Regions from separate parts of the Anser cygnoides genome. Here region 1 is linked to region 2. Evidence: chromatin contacts called from public Hi-C data. All regions are on one chromosome and are shown on one strand. The core of a region is the stretch at or near the end of the contact, and the rest is flanking DNA. Distances in the headings are between cores, read along the strand shown. Region 1 holds the start of SLC6A12 (solute carrier family 6 member 12). Region 2 holds the start of WASHC1 (WASH complex subunit 1).

What was found. Hi-C and Micro-C count contacts between places; a contact is called where the count stands out from the background.
Region 1: a Hi-C map of liver shows a contact between it and region 2, with 4 times the contacts expected there. The contact joins the promoter of SLC6A12 here to the promoter of WASHC1 in region 2. A contact is called at or near these places in 2 of 7 Hi-C or Micro-C datasets (both in liver).

The regions. Positions count from the first base shown.
Region 1 is chr1:65,317,734-65,322,319 of Taihu_goose_T2T_genome, reverse strand. It overlaps SLC6A12 (solute carrier family 6 member 12), which reads left to right and starts at 2,158. Exons shown (of 15, transcript XM_048059009.2): 1 at 2,158-2,404.
Region 2 is chr1:65,111,143-65,115,594 of Taihu_goose_T2T_genome, reverse strand. It overlaps WASHC1 (WASH complex subunit 1), which reads left to right and starts at 1,831. Exons shown (of 11, transcript XM_048057996.2): 1 at 1,831-1,973.

The DNA.
Region 1 (4,586 bases), core at 909-3,408, 210 kb before region 2:
AATTGTTGTAGGAAGTTGCAGGCTTACTTAAGCAGAAATTAACCATAAACATAAAAAATAAATTATAAGAATGCCTAGGGGAAACTCCTCTAAAAATACAGCATTCAGCTGGCAAGGCAAATTCCTGATTAAACAAGCAGCTGCCCTCTGTCCGCGGGGGAGACGGCATTTCTTCAGTTTCAGTAGCAAAGGTGCCAAAAGGTTGGATCATTGTGGATGAGCAAGGACAGTGGTGGCTTCTCTGGCTGGAGGCTCAGCGAGGTGGAAGCCAGGTCTGCACCACGCTTCGTCCTCAAAGGGCAAGAGAAGAAGGGAGGTGAGGGTGCACGGCCAGCCGGCAGGCAGTGAGCAGGGTGGGAAGGAGACCTTTGCTGGGGTGCAGGATGTGTCCTCTGCCCTTGACCATGGTGGAGGAGGAAGATGTGACCTGGAGAGACCCATTTGCCGTGCCAGCTGCCTTCCTTGGAGGTCCCAGGTGTGGAGACCCGTCACAGCAGTGCAGCCCAGACTACCTGGCTGGGGTTGGGGCTGCCAGCAAACATGGCAACAAGTGGCCAGGGAGCCTGTCACCCTTCCCTTGTCCTCTCCTGGGCTTGTACCCCCACAGCCAAGCTGGTCAGAAGGCGATTTCTTCTCTTTGATCTGGGCTGTGACACCAGGGCAAGTCCTCAAGCGGAGGCTGCCGTGGTGGGATGTGGTTGCCCCACATCCATATCAGGGTTTAAAAACATGATGAATTATAGCCTAGGGGGAAACTCCGAGTGTTTGTAACTTCTGGTACTCTCTGGGATGAGAAGTAGAAATAGCAGACTTTTTTTTTCCTTTTTTTTTCTGAGGAAGAATGATTTTCACCCATTGATGGTTAACATTTTCATTTATGTTGGCTTTCTTCTTCTTTTGCCTGAATGCCGCAGGTCATTCCCATCTACAGCTTGCAAAAAGCTGCAATGTTCTTGTGAAATATGTCAGAGTGATAAATCAGGTTTTCAGGTCAGCCCTGCTTACCTAGGCTTATCTCAATCCCCTCTTCATATCAGGATAACCTCTCCCACCCCTCTTCCCAGCTGCCCTGGCTGCCACCAGTGCTCTGCGGCAGGAGGGGCAGTGGCACCATCCTTCATCAATAGGGACCAGGGCAGTCCCAATCCACTCAAACAGCCCAAGTGGGAGGTGGAAATTGAAACATGGCATGTCTGGAAAGTTTAGCCCCAGAGACAGGGACATGCCATCTTTCTTTGTCTTCATGTGAGGCTTCAGGAAGAGGCTCCACATGCCCCAGCAGGACTGTGGCCTCAGGGCTGGGCCTAGGATGGCTCCAAGGCCCCATCCCTGGGGACATCCCCCGGTGCTCGCCCTGAACCCTCCGCATGCTCCCCAGCAGCATGGGCTCAGAGACCGGAGCAGAAGGGGAGGTTTTTCCCTCACAGCCCCCAGTGCGGGGCTGGGCCCTTTGTCCCGAGGATCCTGCCAGGCACGAGGGTGGCTCCCATAGTGCTTCCTGCGTGTCTCTGGCACGTTATGTCCCTGGGGCAATCCAGCATTGCTCCAATACGATGTGATTCACTGACTTTTGGCACCTAGGGAGGGTTTTGTTGAGAGACAAGATGACAAACAACCTCTGCGGAAAAGGGAGGCATGTAAACCCACTGCCTCCACCTCCATGGTGGCGAGGGCTGCTGTCAGCTCTCAGGTGACCAGAGGATATTCATCTGGTGAGTGCTGACACTGGTGAGAAGACCGGATCATGTGGTGGACATGTCCTATCTTCGATCCCACATGCTGCTCCGATTTGACCGTGTGGGTACACGAGAAAGTCAATAGGAATTTGGCAGGCACGTTTGCAGGCAAACCGACAGACAAAACAGCAGCCGCCATTAAAAAACTTACCGAGCTGAACTGCCCTGAGAAAAGCAGCAAACCCAGAGTGCCTGCTGCTGGCATTGCTCACGAGAAGCACTGAGATGGATGCCGAGCCGGGGTCCTGCCACGGGGTCTGCTGGGGCACCGCACCCTGCTGCCACCTCTCCAAGGCCCCAGAGCCACCCGCTGGTGGCTGCGGCTGATCTTTGCGAACCTGGGGCCTTTGCCCTGCCCGACCACGGCCGCTTTCTATTCTTGCTTTCCTGTCGGGGCCGCAGTTCAAGGTCTGGAGAGGCGTATGTGGTAAGGGAGCTGGGGAGAAAGTTCTCCCTCCCCGATGCACCTCCCTTGCTACCGCCCTGCCACCCACCTGCGAGCAGGGTGACAGCGTGCTGGGGGAGTTGGTGGAAGGGGAGGGACGGGAGGAGGAGAGAGGGGAGTCCGTGCCTTAACTCTTGCTGTATCTCGTTGGCTCCCGGTGGATTCCCTGCCTGGACTCCGGTGGGACGGGACGGGCTTGCCCGGCAGAGCTCGCCGGGTGCAGGTGAGCTGGGCATTTGCTCGCAGAGCAGGTCTGGTGGCTGTGCACGCCTTGTCGGCAGTGCCAGTGTCTTTGGTCCTCCCACAGGCAGCTGCCTGCTGTGTGCTGGGGAATGGGCCAGCAACCCTGCCGGGGGAGAGCTTCCAGTGCCACGCAAAGGGAGAGAGGGCTGGAGGACGGCGAGGAATAATCAGCTTGGAACAGCCCAGGGGAGAGGCTGATCCTTAATGTCTCCTGTAGGACAAAACGGGCAGCAGTGCCGCCGGGGGCTGCCAAGAAGCTGTGGAGCATGGGGATGCCTGAAGGATGGGCAAGTGGCACTGGAGGCTGCAGCAGAGCAAGCGGAGTCCTAAGACAGGTTGAGAAGAGAGGGGAGCAGAGAGAGATGGGGATGGAGGGCAGCGATGGCTAGGTGGTGGTAAATATGCGAGGAAAGGTGCTAGGGCAAGCAGGAGGCAGAGATGCCCTCTCCCCCCATGCTGCCCAGCAGAGATGCTGGCCCTGTGCTGGCACATGGATTTGGGGCTGCGGTTCCAGGAGGTGTGTTCAGTAGTGTGCTGCTTGTTCTTCCTGCTCAGGGTGTCCCCACATCTGTTCCTGGTTAGGGGTGAAGAAAGGGAGGGCATGGAGAAGGCACAGTCTGTGCATGTGCTAAACTCTGGGCATCGGAGGGTGCGTTTGTGAACAAACCCAGGCAGATCGCATGGGGGTTTCATAATGCCTGATCTACATCTCCTTAAATCAACAGTGCTTTTAAAGTAATCACAGCTAATCAGGGCTTTCATCCAATGTCATTTGAAATGTTATTGCCCCACTTCTTCCTCTTTGACAGCCGCTGATACGAGAGGCTGAACCTTGGACCTGACCTCTGCAGCTCTGCAAGAGCCCAGCATTGCTGGACTCATGGGCGCAGATACGGTCCTTGCTGAGGGCTGGCTAATGAACCCCTGGCCTTCTCCCTGCCTGCCAGTGCTCCTGGGCAGGGCACCAAGCCCACAGGAAAGGTGTGGTGCCCTGCGGTGGAGAGCAGGCACATCTCCTCTTGCAGGCATAGGATGCAGTGGGTGGGTGGGATGCACGTGCACATGCGCTGTTGCAGGCACTGCAGGCAGGGGTGCACAGAGCCCTTACAGTCATAGACAGCAACCTCCTCTCTGCCTGCCCTGATTTTGTGTGTTGTGTCTGCCCTGTGTCTACGCAGGGTCTGCAAGGCTCAGATTTTAGGTGCTGCAGAGGTTAGGGTTTTCATGCACACCTGTGTGCTCCCTGAATTTTGCAGCCCCAGTGGGGTGGCTGCAGGGCTCCATTTCCACTGCCCAGGACTCTGTCCTGTCCCCATGGTGTCCCCCCAGCCTGCACAACAGTCACTGCCCCCTGCCCTGGGCCTGCTGTGGTTGCATACTATGGGGTCTTGTGCTACAGGGCAGTGGGGATGGCCAAGGTATAAGATGAACAAAGGTCTCAGGTGTATTTGATTCAGTGTGAAGGCAGCGAATGGTTTCTGAACATGTTTACATCCTATTTATGGACTTCATCGGTTAGTCTTGATTTTTTTCTAGGCTAAGTACAAAACAACCTCTATATCTGTCCTCTACAGCAGGGACAGTGAACCATGGGCACAGGAGACTGAGCCAGCAGGGAGAACAACAGCCTATGCTGCTTTTAGCAAGGGATGGGATGCTGGCAACAGGAAGGTCCAGCCTCTGCTAGGTGCTTGGCAGGCTCTCCTGCTCTGGTAACAGAGGGCTGGGCAGGAGCCATTTTGTCCCTCCTGAGCCGGGGCTGTGCGCTGTGAAGGACGATGCTCGTACTCCTTGCAGCTTGCATCACAGATGTACGTGTTTTTAGCATACCCGCAGTCACTCCTTATCTCACTCTTGCTGGTGTCAGTAAGCAGCAAACTCACCAACTGCAGGAGCATGGCCCTGATTTCACATTGGAGGAAATGCAAGCAGGGTCTGATCCTCGTGGCAGCCTCCCGTGCCCCGTGAACCTTGCTGAACAGATGCTTTGAGAATGCCCTGTAGCCCACGCAACCTGCAAGTTAATTAAAAGGTGTAAAGAAGTCAGCTAGCTTTCAACAGCTCGAAAAGGAAGGCATTTTAATTTTGACTGCTGTCCTGGAGCTGATCAGTTTTTCTCTTGCTACACCTTTCCTTGCCCTTCTCCTTCTTGCAGCTGCAGT
Region 2 (4,452 bases), core at 582-3,081:
TCAGTTAGGTCTCGTCTGCACAGCGAAGATGTTTGATATGTGACAGGGTTACGCAGGAGTTCACTACGATTTACAGCACCTCGCCCACTACCAGTCTCCCTGGTGGTTTGTCCAGTCCACCGCTACCCTGCTGTCACTTCTCGTGTTGGGCTCACTGTACCCTGCTGCTCTTCTGCTCATCCATCTGTCTGTCTTCCCACCCTAAGACTCACTGTTTTCCCTTTGTCCAGTTCATTTATCTCTCTTTCTGCTTCGCACTGAGGGATTTTGCAAACCTGCCGTTTCTTCATCCTCAGCAAGACTGAGCGGGAGGACATGGGAAGGGGCCACGTCAGCCTGCCATCACCTCTTGCTTTCTCTTGAATTTTATAAATGCACTGAATTGGATTTTTATCTGAGCAGCAGAAAGCATTTCGAGGGCTTTCCGTCAGCAATATATAAATAAAAATGGATCAGAATAGATTGGATTGTTCCTTCTTACATCCGCTTCTCTATTTTGTTTTTGACAGGTCCCGACACCCACACACATGCTCCTTGCTCAGACTCCACTAGATCTCCTTTTTTGTCTGCTTGGAGTTTTTGGCAGAATTTTGCATTCCCTATAACCTCCTTCTCTTACAGAGAGTTTTCAAAGCTCTTAGCCGGTTTCTTAGCTCTTAGGCCTTGTGCCCTCACGCTCTCCACGCTGATGGGCCGTGCCAGCCCCATCACTAAAACATCACAGGGGCAAGCACTGTGCCCTCCTGCAGGCTCTGCAAGGGGCAAGCTGCTGCCGCCACCGGCTGCTGACTGCCTTTGGAGGTCCGTGTGTCTGACAGCGCTCCTCTGCTTCAGCCTGCAGCAAGCATTTCTGACTGCGCTTCCCCCTGCAAAGAAGCGGGACCAAGCCAGAAACCTGCACCAGGTAATTTAAGTAATGGATTTACCATTTTTCGAGTTGAATATACATGAGCGGATCCTGGTTTCTTCAAATGTGCCCACTGTTTTAAGAGGCTTGCCCTTTTTTTTTTTCTTTGAGCATTGTTTTTAATGCTATGTATCAGTCACAAATGTTCCCTGTGTGCATTCAGAAGCTGGTATTTGCTATTCAAATAGTGCTAAGTTTCAACTGTTTGAGTAAGCTTCCAAGAAGTGTTTCTGATCCTGAAGTGGGTGAGCATGCAAATACCTCCATCACATGCAGCATATACCCCTTCAAACCATGGTTGGAATATTTACCGATGCAGGATTGAAATCCACTTGCTATGAGTATTTGTGCTGCTCGCTTGAATGTACACATAAAGGGGAGTATAAAAGGGACACTGGAACAGACTAGGAGAACGTACTTACGAAAAAAATAACTTTATTTTATACAGTCAAAACTTAAATTGCCCTACGCCAAACACAAGCACTGCAGAACAAGCAAGCAGTTGTACGAGTCAGATTCCCCCTCTGTTTGCTGTGCTTCGCGGCAGGTACGTGGAAGCAGACACGCGGCCAGGCACAGCAGGCGCACCCGTGGGGTTCCCCCTCACACCGTGACTGCAGCGCGCGGGCAGGGAGCGGGCTGAGGGCCGAGCCACCGCCCCGCTCGTCCCAGCCGGGCACCGAACCCCCGCGCTGTGAGGGCAGCCATTAGGGGAGGCGAGCTGCAGGCTCACAGCGCCCAGCGGAGCTCTGAGGGGCTCCGCCAGCTCCCCAGCGAGGGCTGGTGGCTGTGCTGGGGGCACGGCGAGGGGCTGAGGCGGGGCAGGGCACGCGACAGCGGGCACCGGGAAGGCCCCAGGTGCCCCGAACATGGCGGACGCCCCCTCCCCCTCGGGGTGCCAAGAGCCTCGCGCCCCTCGCCCCACCCTCCGCGCGCGCATGCGCGTAACCCCGCCTCGGCGTCAGCTCGCAGCGGCGGGGGGAAATGTCCGGAGCCGGGCGGAAGTGACGCGAGAGTAGGGGCGGAAGCGGGGCAGTGTCGCCGGGGTGTGGCCGGCTGGCGGCAGGTGAGGGGAGCGCGGAGCGGCGCCGCCGGGCTGCGGGGGGCGGGGCCGGGCCCTTCTCCTCCCTCCCCCTCCCCCTCCCCCTGGCGGCGGTGACCGTTAACGGCCGCCCGTTAACGGCGGGGGGCGGCGATGGGCGGCGATGGGGGTGTTTGTGACAGGAGTTGGGCTTGGTCCTTCAGAGCTGAGCTGTGGCGCGGGCTGGGAGCCCTCGGTGGGGCATGGCACGGGGAAAGGCACGGTGGCGGCCGTGTGAGGGGCTCCTGGGGTCAGCACGCAGCTTCTGGGCTCCTGCCCTGGGGCCGAGCTGCCCCGGAGGGACAGAGCTAGGTGCCGTGGCCTGCAGGGAGAAGAGAAAAAGAGTAAAAAGTCACCTGAGATAGAGGGTTGGAGGGCTCTGGGATGTGGGTTAAGCAATTCCTACTCAGAAAGTTAGCTAATGGCTTGTGGCAGGGTTGTGGGGTTTTCTGCCTCATTCCGAGTACCAAATGTTTATGTTATTAGCTAGGTCAACGAACGCCACAGACTATAGAACACGAGGCTTCTAGTCCAACAGGGCATCAGCGCAGTTTGCTGTCTGGAGTACTGCCAGATCTGTTTAACTACGTGTGGCCTTTAAATTGCATAAGGGCAACATTCCCCACTCTCAACCCGGTAGCTGTGGTGATGTAATTATTTGTTAAATAAAGCCGTGTTGTCACTGCTTGCAAGTGAACCCAAATGCTGCTGTGATAAATGCGTTTACTGTATTAATTTTTCTATGTTCAAAATAAAGTATGAGTCAGCCAGCAGTAAAAAGACCACGGGGCTGTTAGACCGGGCTGCGCATACAAAGGAAGGCTGCTGATGGACATAAGGAACATCGTGAATCCACATCCAGCACTGATGAGCATTGTTGGTATTTATTTTAGTACTGAACAGAAGCCCTGTTGTGATGGGGTTTTCCCCATTTTTTTATGATGTGGTTTAAATGTGGAGTGGTTGGGAAGCACCTGGATTTTCCTAGAGGCTTCTCACCCTGGGGAGAGGAGGCTAATTCTTGACCCTGCTCACTTCCAGCCTCGCTTCCAACGAGGAGTGTGGGATGGTGCCAGCTGTGGTAGTGACATTTCACGTGATTCAGGCAAATGTCAGCGAGGAGTTGGCCAGAGATGACCTATTTAGTTCAGTTGGGTTGCGCAGTGGGTGTTGCTGGCAGCGTTTTGCAGACCGTATTGACCTATCCTGGAACAGATGAGGTAGAAGCTGAAACTGTCCCTATTTCGTGCCAGTTCTCTGAAGAAGGAGAACTTCCTTGAGCCATGAAAAGAAATGGAGTGGATGGTGCTGCTCTTGCCAGGGGCAAGGGCTGGAGGCAAGCTGACTTTGGCATGTCCTTGTAGAGGCTTTCTGCGTTTTGCCTGTGCTGGGAGTCAGAGGTGCTCCAGTCAACTGTCCACTAGGCTTTCTTTTGGGAAGGTTGGCAGGGGGCTGACAAGCTCTCCTGCTATTTAATTAAGTCTGTCTTGTCTGAGCAGCAAAGCTGGGATGTAAAAGCTGCCCAATACACCTCTTTATTCCTGAAACGCTTTGGTTGGGGGAAATCACCATGCCTCCAGAGCCCTCAGGCGGAAAAATGCCTGAAGCATTCCCAGAGCAGCACAGCCTGTTCTGCTCGTGTGTCCTTCTTCTATCACTCTGGATATCTAAACTGAGTTTTTAATCTTCATTCCTTCAGATAAAAAGTGCTGTTCTTTTCTCTCAATTCTGGAGTTCGTTGGCAAGAAAACTGACAGCAGATAATCTCTGGGAATTACTCTGCAGCCTGGCTTCTGGGTTTTGGTAATACCAGGTAACTGTAGTCAATGCATGCTCAGCCTGAGTGGTGAAAGAGAAGGGTAGAAATTGAGGGCTGGGGTGAAACAGTACTGAGATAAGCCTGGAAGCAAAGCAGATTATTATTATTATTTTTAAGATTAAAGATAGTGTGCAGAGGAAGAGGAAGATTATGTCTGAAATTGTGATATTTCCCGTGGCCGTGGTGTATGAGCTTGAAGAGAATCATTTTTATCACTCAAAAAGCAATTTCTGCAACTAATCAGCTCTGCTCGGACCCCTTCACAAGATAACCTTTGTCGGAAAATAGTCCATCCAGCAGTTTGTTCAGCGGGTTATTGATTTTCCAGGTGGTTCTTCTGACCCAGCTTTTTGTCAGCTCTGGTCATCCAGGCCACCTTGTAGGGATATTCCTTCTAGCAAACAAAACCAGGCTTGATTCCTTTCAGTGAGTGAGTGACTTCCCCTCCTGCCATCTCGCAGAAATGCAAGTATTCCCTTTGCTTCTGAATGTATAAACCAGGCTGGAACTGGTGTACTGAGTTTGCTTTGATTTGGCAGTTGCTTTCAGTAAATATCTCAGGATCTGTGCTAACACAGTGCATATGGGGTCTGAGTGCTGTAAAACTCCAGAACTTTGGGTACTGAAAGTGAAGGGGGGGAAAAA